Regions from separate parts of the Mus musculus genome. Here region 1 is linked to region 2. Evidence: chromatin contacts called from public Hi-C data. All regions are on one chromosome and are shown on one strand. The core of a region is the stretch at or near the end of the contact, and the rest is flanking DNA. Distances in the headings are between cores, read along the strand shown.

Region 1 (7,438 bases), core at 2,064-4,563, 79 kb before region 2:
GAGAGCTCTGCCTGTGTGGTTTTGTGTTTTTAAATGAATTTGTCACTTAAGTATTATTCAGAACCCTGCTTCTGGGAGAGGGGAGAGGAGGGCAGATCCCATGTTCCCAGGGCTCAGCCTGCAGGGGGCACACATGCCAACATGGCTGGTTACAGTCTTATCTCCCATCACCCATCAGCTCCTGACCCCAGAGATCCACCAGCTCCCACTCACTGATATGTCTGTCACAAAGCCGGGCACCTCCTGGAGGGTGTCCCTCAGCTAAACCATCTGGAAACTGAGTTATCTTCCGAGTCTCCGGTGACACAGCTATCCACTTTTAGACCATTTGGGCATAGAGTTCTTCCACAAGACACTAGCCTTCCCTGGACACCAGTCTTGATCTTGGGATAGCTAAGCCTGGACCAAGTTAGTCTTCAAGTTTGCTTAATAGTTGTAAGACCTTCGGTGGGAAGTGTCTGGGAACCGTTAAACCACATCTCTCCATCTTCCTGATCCTTATTCCCGGAGTCCAGAAGCAAAGCCTTACTTCTGAGATCCCAGTAGTAGCTGCAGCTGTGGTGGTGCCGCGGCCACCACGGTGGCAGAGCTTGTAAGAAAGTATCTTCTAGGTCTCCTTCAAGTGCTGGGGAACCAGGAACTCTGCAAGAGCTACTACAGTCTGAGTCTGCACCTGGCTAGAGTTTGCGAACATTCAGCTGCAGCTCGCTGGACCGGCAGTGTCTGGGGGGGGGGGCAGGGGGCAGGGGGTGAGGGGAAGCTCTCTCTCTAAGCCACCACAAGTCACTGGCAAGCCCCATGACCTACAGTCTGTTAGGAACATGGTTGTTTGCATGTTATTACTCAAGGGGCAGGAAAACCAGAACTGATGTCTTCCCCGTCCCAGAATAAAACCTCAGAGCATGTATCTTTGGAGGACTTAAGACACCCACAAGATTCCTTTAGTTCCACAATCCAAGGAACATGGGAAGGCTGAACAATGTTCTAATGTTGAAAAATGACCCTGAAGGGGCAGATTCAGAGCAAGGGCTGTGAGAAGGTCCTGTTCCTGGGAGCAGTAGGAAGTCCTAGTCTTTGGTACTTGGACAGAGTACTCCTTTTAAGAGTACCTTATTTGTTTTTACTGGGAGCTAGAGATCTTAGAATGTTCTAGAAAGTCAAAGCAGGGATGTCCCTGGGATCCCGCTCCCTGCCCCCCAGTGTCCTCGGAGCAGGGAACTACCTTGAGCTATAATCCCTGTGACATCCCTGCTTCGTGAAGCCCTGCTTGCTTGACTCCAAGAATGACTCCATCATTTCTCCCCCTTGCTACCTTGCTGGACACCACGCAGGCCTCAGGGTGCTGGCTCGAGATATCCCTTGTCTTCTTCAGCATCTGTTTGCAAACTCCTTTAGCTTTTCCCTGTGGTGTGTCCAAAGGCTTGCACTTATAACCCCACCACCCACCCGACGCTGTGGCCGTGCAGCCCCCTAAGTGTTGTAAGGTGGAGGGAAACCATTCCAGGAAGGCATCCAACTCCAAAATTTGAGTCATGTTATTTTTACACAGCAACAAAGAACAAATACATTTCTCAATTATGAAACCCATCTGTGAGGTGCCTTTCAAAGCATGTAACCACACAGCCCCACGTTGTATTGAATTCTCAAGTCATCTTGAAACAGTAGCTGCCCCCCTGCCCCACTGCAGCTCCATTGTGCAATACGATACCGTTGTGAGCTTCACTTTTTAAGTTAAATATGGTTTTCATTTATTGCAACTGGCACCAGAGTGAGTCCAAAGTGCCAAGAAGCAGTGCTAATGGCCTCTGGGAAAGAATAATCAATAATCAATGTTCATCTCCCACTCTCCAAGACAGACTCAGTTTTCCCTGGCTGAAATGACTACTCCTACCTCCTGGGAGGTGTTCTCTGGAGACAGTGTTAAGCACCCTTGTGCTAAAGGCCCTGTGATGTAATGTCAAGAAGCCAAGAGGGGAACTTGAGGGGCTGGGGATGGAGACCCATGTTAGAGAACTGACTAAGATACTCTAAGATGGGCCAGGCCATGGCTTTAATTCCTTCTGAAAGAGAGGGAGACAGCAAGAGGGAGAGAGACAGAGACAGGGAGAGACAGACATGTACACAAGGAGAACCCACATGAAGATACAAACAGAGGCTTAGATAATGGGCCTACAAGCCAAGCCATGCTAAGGATGACCAGCAACATCAGAAGCTGGGAGAGATGGTCCCCCAAATTTCTGGAGCTGATTTATTGCGCTAGAGACTTTTCATGGGGGGATGCAATACACTTCTGCTCACCCCAGAAAGGGAACCCTTGATAGATCAAAGAAATGGTTGCACCACAGTCTAGTGAGGCGAACCAGTGAAGGGAATATGGGTTACGGACAGGAGCAATCGTGACTCAGAAAGGCAACCCCTTCTCCACAAAGCCCGAGGCAACACAGGGGATGACTCAGGAAAACTGCAGCCCTGGCGCTCTCCACATGCCTTGTAGGCAGCCTAACAGTTGGAGAGACTCCTGACAACTGGCTGGTCTGCTCTACTCTCACCCCACCCCACCCCACCCAGCCCTCCCCCACCAGCAGTTGTTCACTGTGTCTACAAAGCCGAGGAGGCACTTTCAAACATCTTGCAAGCTTTAACCCTCTCGGCCAGATGGCAGGTTTACCCTCTCCACCTCTGTGATCCCTGAATCTCACGATCCTCTTTCTCCACACTGAAGGGAATGTTTCAGTGAAAGGAAACTGTAATGCAGCCTACCTTGATCCTAGATTTCTAGCTCCCAGAACTAATAGACAGACAACGGGCTTGTTTAATCCAGCTGGTTTTCAGTGCTTTGTTGGCATACTGGTGCACACCTAAGGAAATTAACTCACTATCTGTCTGGTCCACCAAAATCTACAGGTAAACATGAATCCCTGTTCATTCTTGGTTGTTACCAGTCAACAACTATGACCATAGTAGAATCTACCTTTTGGGCCAACCAGCTTCCAACCCCTGTAATTTTAACCATGCTACAAAAGGGTCTATCCTGAGCCTTGCCTTTAGCAACATCTCAACTTTACAAGGCTTGCTTTCAGATCAAAATCTCCCTCTCAGTTAGGAAGGATTCATAACATGAAGGTACAGAGCTATAGGTCCCCTTCAGCCAGCCAGCAAAGGTCTGTTTAACCACAATCCCGGGAAGTTTTATTGAGCCTCTCTGAGCAGAGAATTGGGAGGAATCGGTGCTGGCTCGTGATGGCTGAACTATCTGTCCCCCTGGCCCCTGGGACTACATAGAGACCGAAAACCTTGGTGGTCAAAGGGCCACTTCTTCCTTTCTTGAGCGCCCTCTGGTGTCCCCCAGTCATGGCAGCGAATGCTCAGGATTGGGAAAAGTGCTCAGGGGGCCTGACAGTTTCTTAACCTAGAAACTTGCAAGGTCTTTTTGGCGGCTCTTTTGTGTCTTCAGGGTTGGCAAGAGCGGCAGAGGCAGCAATTCTGAGCCTAACTTTAGTTTCTTTCCTGCTTCCAGCTGCTCACCTTATTCGCCCCCCCCCCCACCTCTCTCTCCTTATGGTTTTCCAAGTCAGTGTTTCTCTGTGTAGCCATGGCTGGCCTGGAACTCACTTTGTAGACCAGTCTGGCCTCAAAGTCACAGAAATCCACCTGCCTCTTACACACTTTTTACCCAAGGAGTGTGGGATTTTGGGTGTGACCTCAAATTTCATATCAGCGTCAACACAGGCTCCCAGGCTTTCTGTACATGCTAACCCTGTCTTAGTTAGGAATTCTATTTCATTGACAAAACACCATGGCCAAAAAGCAAGTTGGGGAGGAAAGGGTTCATTCAATTTACACTTCTTCATTGCTGTTCATCACTGAAGGAAGTCAGGACAGGAACTCAAACAGAACAGGATCCTGGAGGCAGGAGCTGATGCAGAGGCCATGGAGGGGTGCTGCTTACTGGCTTGCTACTCCTTGCTTACTCATATAACCCAGGACCACCAGCCCAGCCAGGGCACCGCCTACTATGGGCGGGACCGTACCCCATTGGGTACGCCCTATAGCTGGATCTCATGGAGGCATTTTCTCAACTGAGGCTCCTTCCTCTCTGAGGACTCTAGCTTGTGTCAAGTTGACACAAAACCAGCCAGGACACATCCCATTCTCAGAAAAAGGAAGAAGATAAGATCCAACTAACCTGGGTACCTTCAGGACTTCAATGACTTCACACGTGCAGTTGATCATCCTTTCCTGTGGGCCACGGTCTGGCAGCGTGGGATATCCATAAGGTTCCTGGCCTACCGGATGCTGAGAGCACATTCTGTCACAACTAAAGATGTTTCTAGTCACTGGCAAGTATGTCTTGATGTGCCATGGGGGGTGTGGGGGGGTAAGATCTCCCCATTCATTGCCGCAGTGCTTCTTGTATTGATGATGATACTACTGATAACAATTGTATAAGGCCTGTCTAGCTCAATGATATATGAGGATACTAAGATACGCAAGATCCAAATGAAATATGCTGTGTCTTTTTTGCAGCACTTGGCAAGTCTTCCGAAGGAACAGCTCTCCTCCTAGATTCTAACGCTCCTAAAGAGGAGGACTCTGTCAAGAGTGGAGATACAAATTGGAGGAGGGTGACCTGCGCTTTGTCCATAACCTGTTCTCTACAGACTTGTTCTTTAAAGGCCTGATCTCAGTTAGCATAACACCACCACCATTACCCAGAGAGCACAGAACTCTAACACACATTGACAGCCCCTTCAAATTTGGCATCCTGAACCCGTCATGTGTTCAAAGTTGTAACACTACTAACCCTATCCTGTTGATGGTAATCCCTGCAACTACTGAGAGTTCAGAGCTTGCACTTTTCATTCAAATTACAATCTGTTGTGCCTAAAGTTCTTCTTGTTGGTTTGCCCAACCCATATTGTGACCATTCCATTCTTCTGTGTGGTGATACAAGAACGCCGGAGAAGAATCAGCTGTCATGAGGAGCCCTGTCTCATGGGGGTTTCTGTTGCTGTGAAGGAACACAAAGCAAGTTGCAGAGGAAAAGCTTTATTTGGCCTACAATTCCACATCATTGAAGGACATCAGGACAGGAACCCAAACATGGCAGGAACCTGGAGGCAGGAGCTATTGTAGAGGCCATGGAGGCATGTTACTTACTAAGAGCTGTAGTCTACACAGGCATTACTACATTACTACACTGGAGGGACAATTGTAAAGATTGTAACAAATGTGCCTACTGAGCAACTCTTCCTAGGAAGATGGAGATAAATACCTACTCATTCTAGATACCAGTAACAGATCAAAGAAGAGACTGTTCCACCCAAGTCTATCTTGGTGAGTCAGTGGTTTTGTTTTTTTGTGTTTTGGGTTTTTGCTTTGTTTTGTTTTGTTTTTTGTTTTGGACTACCCAAGGAAGCATGGATGAGGTATTACTTAAAGGAGAATGGTTGACTCAAAGGTAGCTCCATCGCTGAAAAGCCTGCACAATGGATGACAACTTAAAGAAATGGATCCCTCAAGTTCCCTGCACAGGTTGTAGGTAGCTGCCAGAGATAAATCTGGGCAGAATCTTTGTAAATCTTGTAAGTTTCAGGAGCTTCCTTAGCCTTGCAAGTTTCCTGTATTTCCTGAGTCTCATGAGCATCCCTCTTCTTTCTAAGGAGGAATATTTGGATTCAGAAGAAATAATTTGATTATACATTGTTGTCACCTTGAGAATCTACAGAAAACTGAAGATTTCAAGAGTCCACCCCTAGGGAGCTCTTAGCTAGTCCTAGAAGGGCACTTAAATTTGCTAAGTGCATTTGAAAAGTATTTCCTTGTCAGTCTGTTTGACAAGCCTGTGTTGACCACTGACCTGCTAAGCATTAAGTATCAGTACAGAATAAACGGAGAGAAAAGCCTCAGTTGAGAAATTGTCTTTCTTGGCCTGGCCTGTGGTCATGTTTGCAAGGGATCATCTTGATTGTTAATTCACATTGGAGGGCCCAGCCCACTGTAGGCAGCACTGTTCTCTGGGCAGGTGGTCCTAGGCTATATAAGGAAGCTAGCTGAACATGAGTCTGAGTTAGGCAGTGTGAGAACCAACAAACAGCATTCCTCTATGGTATCTCCTTCAAATTCCTCCTTGACTTTCCCTCAATGATGGGATGTGACCCAACAGCATAAGCCAGCTAACTGCTTCCTCCCCTGAGTTGCTCTGATCAGAGTGTTTTATCACAGTATCAGAATGAAACTAGAATAAGCCCCGAGTCAAGCCACATGCTATGTAAGTCCCCAGCCTTGAGGGCTAGTCATTGCATCAGTGCTCTGGTTGGGCACTGAAGACTAGCATTGATCCAACTCCTGCCCCATATCTGAAGGCATCATGAAACTTATACAGAAACTCTTGACAGAAGAGTGTGTGATGATTAACCTTAATTATCAATGGGAATACACCTCTGGGTGTATCTACACCTGGGTGTTTCCAGGCTTAAGTGAGGGAGAGAAGACCCAACCTTGATGTGAGTGGCGTGGACCAAGGCCATGGACTGAATGAAACAGAGAAAGCAAGCTGGGCTCCAGTGCTCACCTCTCTGCTTCCTGCCTGTGGATGCAACGAGCCAGCTGTGCTTCTCTCTGCTGCCATGACTCTCCACACCATGATGGACAGCTCCCTCACTGTATCCAGATAAGTCTTTCTCTCCTGAAGTTGCTTCCTGTCGGTTATCTGTTCGCATCAACAGAAAAGTAAGGAATTCAGACCGTTGGGAGCCCCTCCTGGCTCCACTCTCAGGAGTTAAAAGTTAAACACGGGGCTTTGGCAACAGAGAAATCAGACCTCGGCCCAAGATGAGCAACTCCCGAGCTGTGCGCCACGGTCAGTTACTTAACCTGGCTAAGCCTTGCTTGGCTCATTGTTCAAACACAGGCTGTGTTAGTCAGCTAGGGCTTAAGCAACAGAATGTCTTTCTCTCATCATTCCAGAGGCAGGAAGGCTGAGATTGGCTTTCCCACTGGGGTGGTTGATATCTCGGGAGGCCTCTCTGTCCTTGGCCTGTAGATGACATCTTACCCCTGTGCCTCCCCAAAAGGACTGCAACCTAATCTCCCCTCCCCATCTTACAAAGACGGGGGTGACTTGAGCCTTCCTGTGTGTGCCCATTTTATCTTAATAGCTTCTTTAAAGATCCTATTTCTAAATATGATTGCATTCTGAAGGAGTAGGGGACATTGCAGTCTTGATGGAGGTAATGCGTTTCTGTGAGGACGGGGAGATAAGGTCCTCACGAGGCTCGGGTGCTGCAGGCCATCAGAAGGTGGAAATTCGGATTTCCATTCCCACCGATTCTGGTGGCATTGTGTGGAAAAATTGCCTTTAAGAAGTGGGTGGCACACAGGAAAAGTGGCTTTTGTTTCAGCGATAATCCCCTTAAAACATCTGGTCTGCCCCAAC
Region 2 (6,777 bases), core at 3,097-5,596:
CAGGTTTCCAAAAGATGCCTTTGAATCCTTACTTATCTCTGTGCGATGAGATGCGCTCTCCGCATCTTACAAAGAGGAAACAACAGTGAAGGAATTTGGAATATGTTTACAGTCCCGGTTTTAAATCTTATTTCCCCTTGCCCCCTTCCCCACGCCCCGAGTTTTGCGCTCTCTCTCTCGCTCTCTCTCTCTCTCTCCCTCTCTCTCTCTCTCTCTCTCTCTCTCTCTGGTATTTCTCAAATCCTCTGCAGCACAAGAGCCCTGCCGTTTCTCAGTCTGATTCTGAGGCACGTCGAGGCCAGTTGGTTCCGCTAGTTGCTTCATTAGCAGAGCAAGCTACAGTGTGCACATCACCCTGTTCGAGCGTGATTAGCTTCCAGTAAACAGGTAAACAGGACAGGGAAGGATTTCGACATGTTTGCACCAGGACGAGGATACGAGGACAGCTTTAAAGCAGACTCATACATTTCCAGCTACCGCCAGGAGAGCATGTGCGGAGACAGGAGAGGCCAGCCCCGAAGCCTACCAGGAGCAGTGAGACGCTAAGAAACATGTGGCGCACTTGGAAGCAACTGATTGTTTACAATCCAAACATCTTTCCTCATACTTCAAGCACCATCGTATCACATAGAAAATAACAACAGCCTGTCAAGAGGAAGCTGGGCTGAGCATGGGCATGCCACTCTGCAGTCTGCAGGGTGGGCGTGTGGGGCTGGTTGCTGGGGCTCTGTGGGGGGTGGGAGGGAAAGGTGGGAGCGCCTGTGTGTAATTGCAGCCATATTGATTTCATTGGGGCATAATGCCACACTGGCAACAAAGCTCAAACACGAGAGCGCCCCCGAGCCCTCTAGGGAGAAATCAGAGCCCGAAGGGCAATCTCTCTTGCCAGCATCGGGCTCTGCCAGGTTCGCTCAGATCATTTGGCATGGAGCCCTTTCTACCCATCTGCCAAGAGGGGACTTGGCTTTCCGGTCCAGCTCTAGAGCTGTGAAGGCGCTGAAGAACATGCAATAGGTAAACGAGGTGATAATTTGCCTCGCTGCTAGACCCATCTCCCCTACTCCTGACAGATCTTTGATCGGGTATGCACGTGCCTAAATACCTTCCTGTCTGACTACCTGTCCTTCTGTTAGCCAGTCAAGCCTTTTCTCTTACATAAGCTCTGGCTGCCTGCAGTTATGGCTCAACCGCAAAATCATGGGGACAGGGATGGGACGTAGCTACTCACTCACTCTTAAACCAAGTCTAACCGCATCCCCAGGGCCCTCCAGGAGTTAGTGCCAAGCCCTTTGGCCTTCAGTTTTTGTCCCTGAGGCTTAGGTTCAGGACTGGGACTGCTGGGGTTTGCCTGGTGGGTACTGGGGAGCACCAGACCCCAGATCCATCTCCTGGGGCAGTGGCCCCTCCTTGCTGTGAACTAAAACCAGTTGCTTCTCTAGGATTTCCTAACTGGTACAGCTAAGGCACAGAGAGGAAATGGGAAAATTCGAAGCGACCACAAGCATGCAGCAGACGGAGGGACTTCTCGTTCCTTCTGAGTAACTGCAGCTCTCACAGAGCTGGAGTGGAAATGGCTTTTCAGAGGGATGTGCCTGGAACTGCCCACACCATAGCCTCTCCTAGAACACGGCCATCATTTCCCCCACAGTCTTCGTGCTCCTGACCACCCATCCTTGTTTATTTAACTTCTTAATTATTAGCTTCACCTTCTGTACCCATCCGTCCCAATTACAAAGTCCTCTTATTTATGTGAATTGATGGGGACCCTCCTGAGGACCCCAAATGTCATTTTCTGTTAAAAATCTGGTGAGGAAAAAAATTACAAAATATTCATGCAATTAATTATCTTTTGGTTGATAAAAATCACGTTTTAACATATAGCGATGGGCTAGAGAGATGGTTCAGAGGTTAAGAGCACTGGCTGCTCTTCCAGAGGTCCTAAGTTCAATTCTCAGCAACCACATGGTGGCTCACAACCATCTGTAATGGGATCTGATGCCCTCTTCTGGTATGTCTGAAGACAACAACAGTATGTTTGTGTGTGTGTGTGTGTGTGTGTGTGTGTGTGTGTGTGTAACCAATCCTTTTTAAAAAGCTATGTCGCACGACCCCACATAGTTCAATTTTTAAAAAGCATTACTCCCAAATCAGACCATTTCTGGGTTGTGACGTCCTCTTCGGTAGTGACATTGCACGTGGTTGTGTTTGGATGTTGTTTACTGCTGTGTAGTTTCTGAGATGAGGACTCACTACATCGTACACATGGACCTCAAGCTCATGCCCCCCCCCCCCGCCTCTGCCTGTCAAGGGGCTGGGTTTGTAGGCATGCAGCACTGTGCCCAGACTGACTTCTTAGATTATTATTTAACACACTCCCTTGTTCTGGCCAGAGGTTGATGTCAGAACGTCTTCCCTTATTTGCATCTCCACATCATCTTTTGAAAGAGGTCTTTTCACTGAACCCAAAGCAGTGTGCTGACTTGAGACCCAGCAGGGCCCTCCCGCCTCTGCCCCTCAGTACTGGCTCCGGCTGTTATGCCAGCTTTTAGGTGGGTGCTGGGAGTCTGAATTCAAGTCCTCCTTCCTACACAGTAACCAATTCATCCACAGAGGCATCTCTCCAGCCCCCATGTTCTCTTGGCTTTATTTCTTCATATTTTCCAAATTCTGTGAGAACAAATGAGTTCATAGTAGGGGGAAGTGTTTGATTGATAGGATGACAACAGAAAAACTAATATCTGTGGGGCTTTTTTTTTTTTCTCTCTGTGGTGCTGGGGATCTCGAACCTCAGGTCTTGTGAATGCTAAACAGGGTTTTATCATGGAGCCACACCTCCAAGGCATTTCCTATGTGCTTGGCATTGTAGCAGACACATAGGAGATGTGAGCTCCCTATGGCTATGAGGTAGGGGTTTATTACTGTACTTCTGCTGTACAGATAAAAGAAGCATGCTCTTGGGCAGCTGAGGCAGGAGGATCAGGAATTTGAAGCCAGCCTGGGCTACACAGGCAGACTTTGTGATATAAAGCAAGCAAAAGAACCAAGTTCGAGATACAGAGAAACCCTGTCTCCAAAAAAAAAAAAACAAAAAAACAAAAAAACAAAAAAAAACAAAACCAAGTTCAATGTTAGAGACAGAAATCAAACCAGGCAGTTTCACTCCAGGGCTTACTGATTTGAATACAGTTATTGATGAAGCAGAAATGTTCCTGATAACTAACTAATAATTATGACTAATTTTTCATACTGAGAAAAAAATAGTGCTAAAATGTTAGTTAGTAGTTGTATCTGGGACATGGAATTGGAAGTTATATTTTTCATACTTTTCCAATAACCGTAGATTATCAGAGTAATAAATGAAAATAATGAAACAGACAACAATGTTATGGATTAATTCAGAAAACTAACAACCACATGAAACAGTTTCACTTTTTTTTTTGGTTTTTTGAGACAGGGTTTCTCTGTGTAGCCCTGGCTGTCCTGGAACTCACTTTGTAGACCAGGCTGGCCTCGAACTCAGAAATCTGCCTGCTTCTGCCTCCCGAATGCTGGGGTTAAAGGTGTTTGCCAACACGCCCAGCCTAACATTTTCACTTCTAAATGCCATTTTTGTTGTGATAGGATGATTATACATTGGCTGGCTGTGGTGGCAGGCGCCTGTAGTTCCAACACTTGGAAGCAGAGGTGGGCAGATCTCTAGGTTTCAGGCCAGCCTGGTGGTCTATATGGTGACAGCCAGTGTCACACAGTGAGACCACCTATGTATGTATGTGTGTATATGTATATGTATACACACACATACACAGCAAGATCCCAGCACTCTTCGGAAAGTAGTGCTGTCTCCATAGATTCTGAGTGATGAAGGTGGCCTTGCCAAAGGGATGCTGTGCAAAACTCGATTCTTCCTCTCCTCCATTTGTGTGTTTAAAGGAGAGGCTAGATGGCAGTAAGACCACTGAGAGGTGAACAGTGAGTCCTCACTAAATCTCTCTCAAACCTGCAACAACGATGCATGTCCATCACATTCCAGACTGTTCAAGGTGAATGCATGAAGAAAGAAGGAATGAAAGCACCACTTTCTTTCCTTCTTAGGAAGTTAGAAGGCACCTTCCCTCCGAAGGGCACCTGCTCCCAGGAACGTTCACTGAGTTACTCTCGTTTAAAATTTTATCCTCTACTTATGGCCACTCTCAGCTTCCCTAGTTGTATCTCAGTCACGAGGCTCGGGGACCAACACAGTTTCTCATTTGGCTTCTTGGGTGGAAGCATCTGTCAGGTGCCCTGCATCTCTTTCTAGAGAGCCTGCCTGCCATTTTGCCAGGGAGCCTGCACGGGCAGGTTTGGTTCGCAGAGAAATACTGCCATCTAGTGGGAGAAAGCAGCACTTCGACTACTTCTATTCTCGAGGCTGATATCTCTCTCTCTCTCTCTCTCTCTCTCTCTCTCTCTCTCTCTCTCTCTCTCTCTCTCTCTCTCTCTCTCGCTTGCTCTCTCTCTCGCGCTCTCTCTCTCTGAATTACATTTGGGCTTTTCTAGGAAAGGCATATCTTCTTTCTACTTCAAAGCTTTCATCTCAATGAACCTAAGAAATTGTAACTGGACTAATCTCCTATGAGAATTTTTTAAAACCTAAGCTAGGCAGAGAAGCCAGTCTCCTTTTGATTGCCTTAGGACCAAGATGTAGAACTCTTGGCTCCTCCAGCATCATGTCTGCCTGCACACTGCCAGGCTTCCTGCCATGATGATAATGGACTGAACCTCCAAACCTGTAAGCCAGCCTCAATTAAATGTTGTCCCTTATAAGAGTTGCCTTGGTCATGGTGTCTCTTCACAGCAATAAAACCCCAACTAAGACAGAAGTTGGTACCAGGGACTGGGGTATTGCGTGACAGGCCAACTGTTTATTGGAGGAAATGTGCATTTGGGGACTTTGGAAAGCAGTGGAATGCTTTAACTGGGCGTCTTCATTAGGGCTTCACTGTGAAAAGACACCATGGCCAAGGCAACTCTTAGGCAACATGTAATTGGGACTGGCTTACAGGTTCAGAGGGTCAATCCGTTATCATCAAGGCAGGAGCATGGCAGCGTCTAGGCAGGCATGGTGCAGGAGCTGAGAGTTCTACATCTTGTTCCAAAAGCAAACAGGAGAAGACTGGCTCTCACGTGGCTAGGAGAAGGGTCTCAAAGCTCACCCCCCAACACACACATACACACACACACACACACACACACACAATGACACACTTCCTTCAACAAGGCCACACCCACTCCAACAAGGCCACACCTCCTAATAGTGCCACTCCCTGGGCCAAGCATATTCATACCACCCATTCCACTCCCTAACCCCCATAGGCTTGTTAAAATACACGACTCTATGGGGCCATACCTAAACATTCCATAGTGCAAAGTACATTTAGTCCAACTTCAAAAGTCCCTACAGTCTATAGTGGTCTCAACAATGCTAAAAGTCCAAAGTTCAAATCTGTCCTGAGAGTCAATCACTTAACTGTAATCCCCTATAAAGTCAAAATCAAACGGCAAATCACATACCTCCAACATCATTCAGGATATACATTGCCATTCCAAAACATCATAGTGAGGAAATACTGGACCAATCAAGACCAAACAAAACAGCCTGGCAAACTCCAGTTCTGCCTCTCCCTGTCTGATGTCAAAGCGGCCTTCACATCTCCAACTTCTTTTTCATCTGTGTTGACTGCAGCACACTTCTTTCCCTTGGGCTGTTTCCACTCGCTGTTAGCAGCTTTCCTCAGCAGGTAGCCAGCTCATCAGGCTCTGGCATCTTGAACATCTTGGGGTCTCCGAGGCAACTTCAACTTTACAGCTTCTTGTTCCAGTGTCTGGGATCCACACATGATCTTCTGGGTTCCTCCAAAGGGCCTGCTTCACTTCTCCAGCCCTGCCCTCTGTAGCCTTCTAGGCTCTGGTTGACTCCACTCCATTGTCGCTGCTGTTCTTAGTGATCATCCCATGACACTAGCATTGCCAATATGCTGGGGTCTTCCACTGAAACTAGGCTTCACCAATAGGCTCTCTTCATGGTGCCAAGACTCAACTCCTTTGCATGACCCCTTCAGTCCTGGGCTGTCAACTGCAACTGAGGCTGCACCCTCACCAATGGCCTTCCATAGCCTCTTACAGTGCCGAGCCTCAGCTGCTCTGCGTGACCCCTTCATGCCTTCTAAACCAGCACCACCTGGGTGACTCTTACACATGACCAAGTCCAGCCGCAGCATGAGATACAACCTTGGCCATCTCTGGATCACAGTTTCTCTGTGCTCTCAGAACGCACTTCCCAGAAGACTTCACCTCAGTGGTTTCTTCTTAATCACCGACAATTTCTTAGGTCCAGCTAACCAGCATCAATTGTCCTGACTTTTGTATTTAATCTAAAGCCAGAGCTATGCAGCTGAAGCTGCCGAGTCCTGCTGCGTGCTAGGATGGGAGCATGTCCCCCTTGTTCTATTACACTGTCACTAGCTTTCTGTTTTCCAACTCCTTCACTGCCTTAGCTTGGCTGTCCTGGAACTTGGCCTTGACTTCAGAGATCTGCACTGCTTCGTGTCCTGATTAAAGGTGTGTACCACCAGGCCTGGATTTTAAGCTTTTTCTTCACCTAGGGCTTGCTCTGTTGCAGGGTGGCCTTGATCTCAGAGATCTGCTTGGCGTTGTCTCCTGAATGCTGGGATTAAAGGTGTGTACCACCTCGCCTGGGCCTAAGCTTCTGTTGTCTACTGTTCCTCAAGATCTGGATTC

Evidence for each region. Hi-C and Micro-C count contacts between places; a contact is called where the count stands out from the background.
Region 1: a Hi-C map of neural progenitor cells shows a contact between it and region 2, with 6 times the contacts expected there. The contact joins two enhancer-like sites. A contact is called at or near these places in 4 of 39 promoter capture datasets (cranial neural crest, embryonic stem cells, liver and 1 more), 62 of 484 Hi-C or Micro-C datasets (the C10 cell line, the G1E-ER4 cell line, the HL-1 cell line and 26 more), 2 of 115 datasets of contacts at active chromatin or transcription factors (embryonic forebrain and embryonic stem cells) and 1 of 9 other capture datasets (pancreatic islet).

The regions. Positions count from the first base shown.
Region 1 is chr16:91,156,771-91,164,208 of GRCm38.p6, reverse strand. The region is part of intron 1 of Gm41492 (a long non-coding RNA gene); the gene reads left to right. Among named protein-coding and RNA genes, the nearest start is that of Gm41492, 40 kb to the left of the region's middle. Within about 2 kb of position 3,313, at least 8 of the 459 cell types and tissues checked have an H3K27ac peak or open chromatin away from gene starts, as enhancers often do. A contact at or near this core is called in neural progenitor cells, where this site is marked.
Region 2 is chr16:91,079,235-91,086,011 of GRCm38.p6, reverse strand. It overlaps a transcript of 4932438H23Rik not described here. Among named protein-coding and RNA genes, the nearest start is that of 4932438H23Rik, 13 kb to the right of the region's middle. Within about 2 kb of position 4,346, at least 8 of the 459 cell types and tissues checked have an H3K27ac peak or open chromatin away from gene starts, as enhancers often do. A contact at or near this core is called in neural progenitor cells, where this site is marked.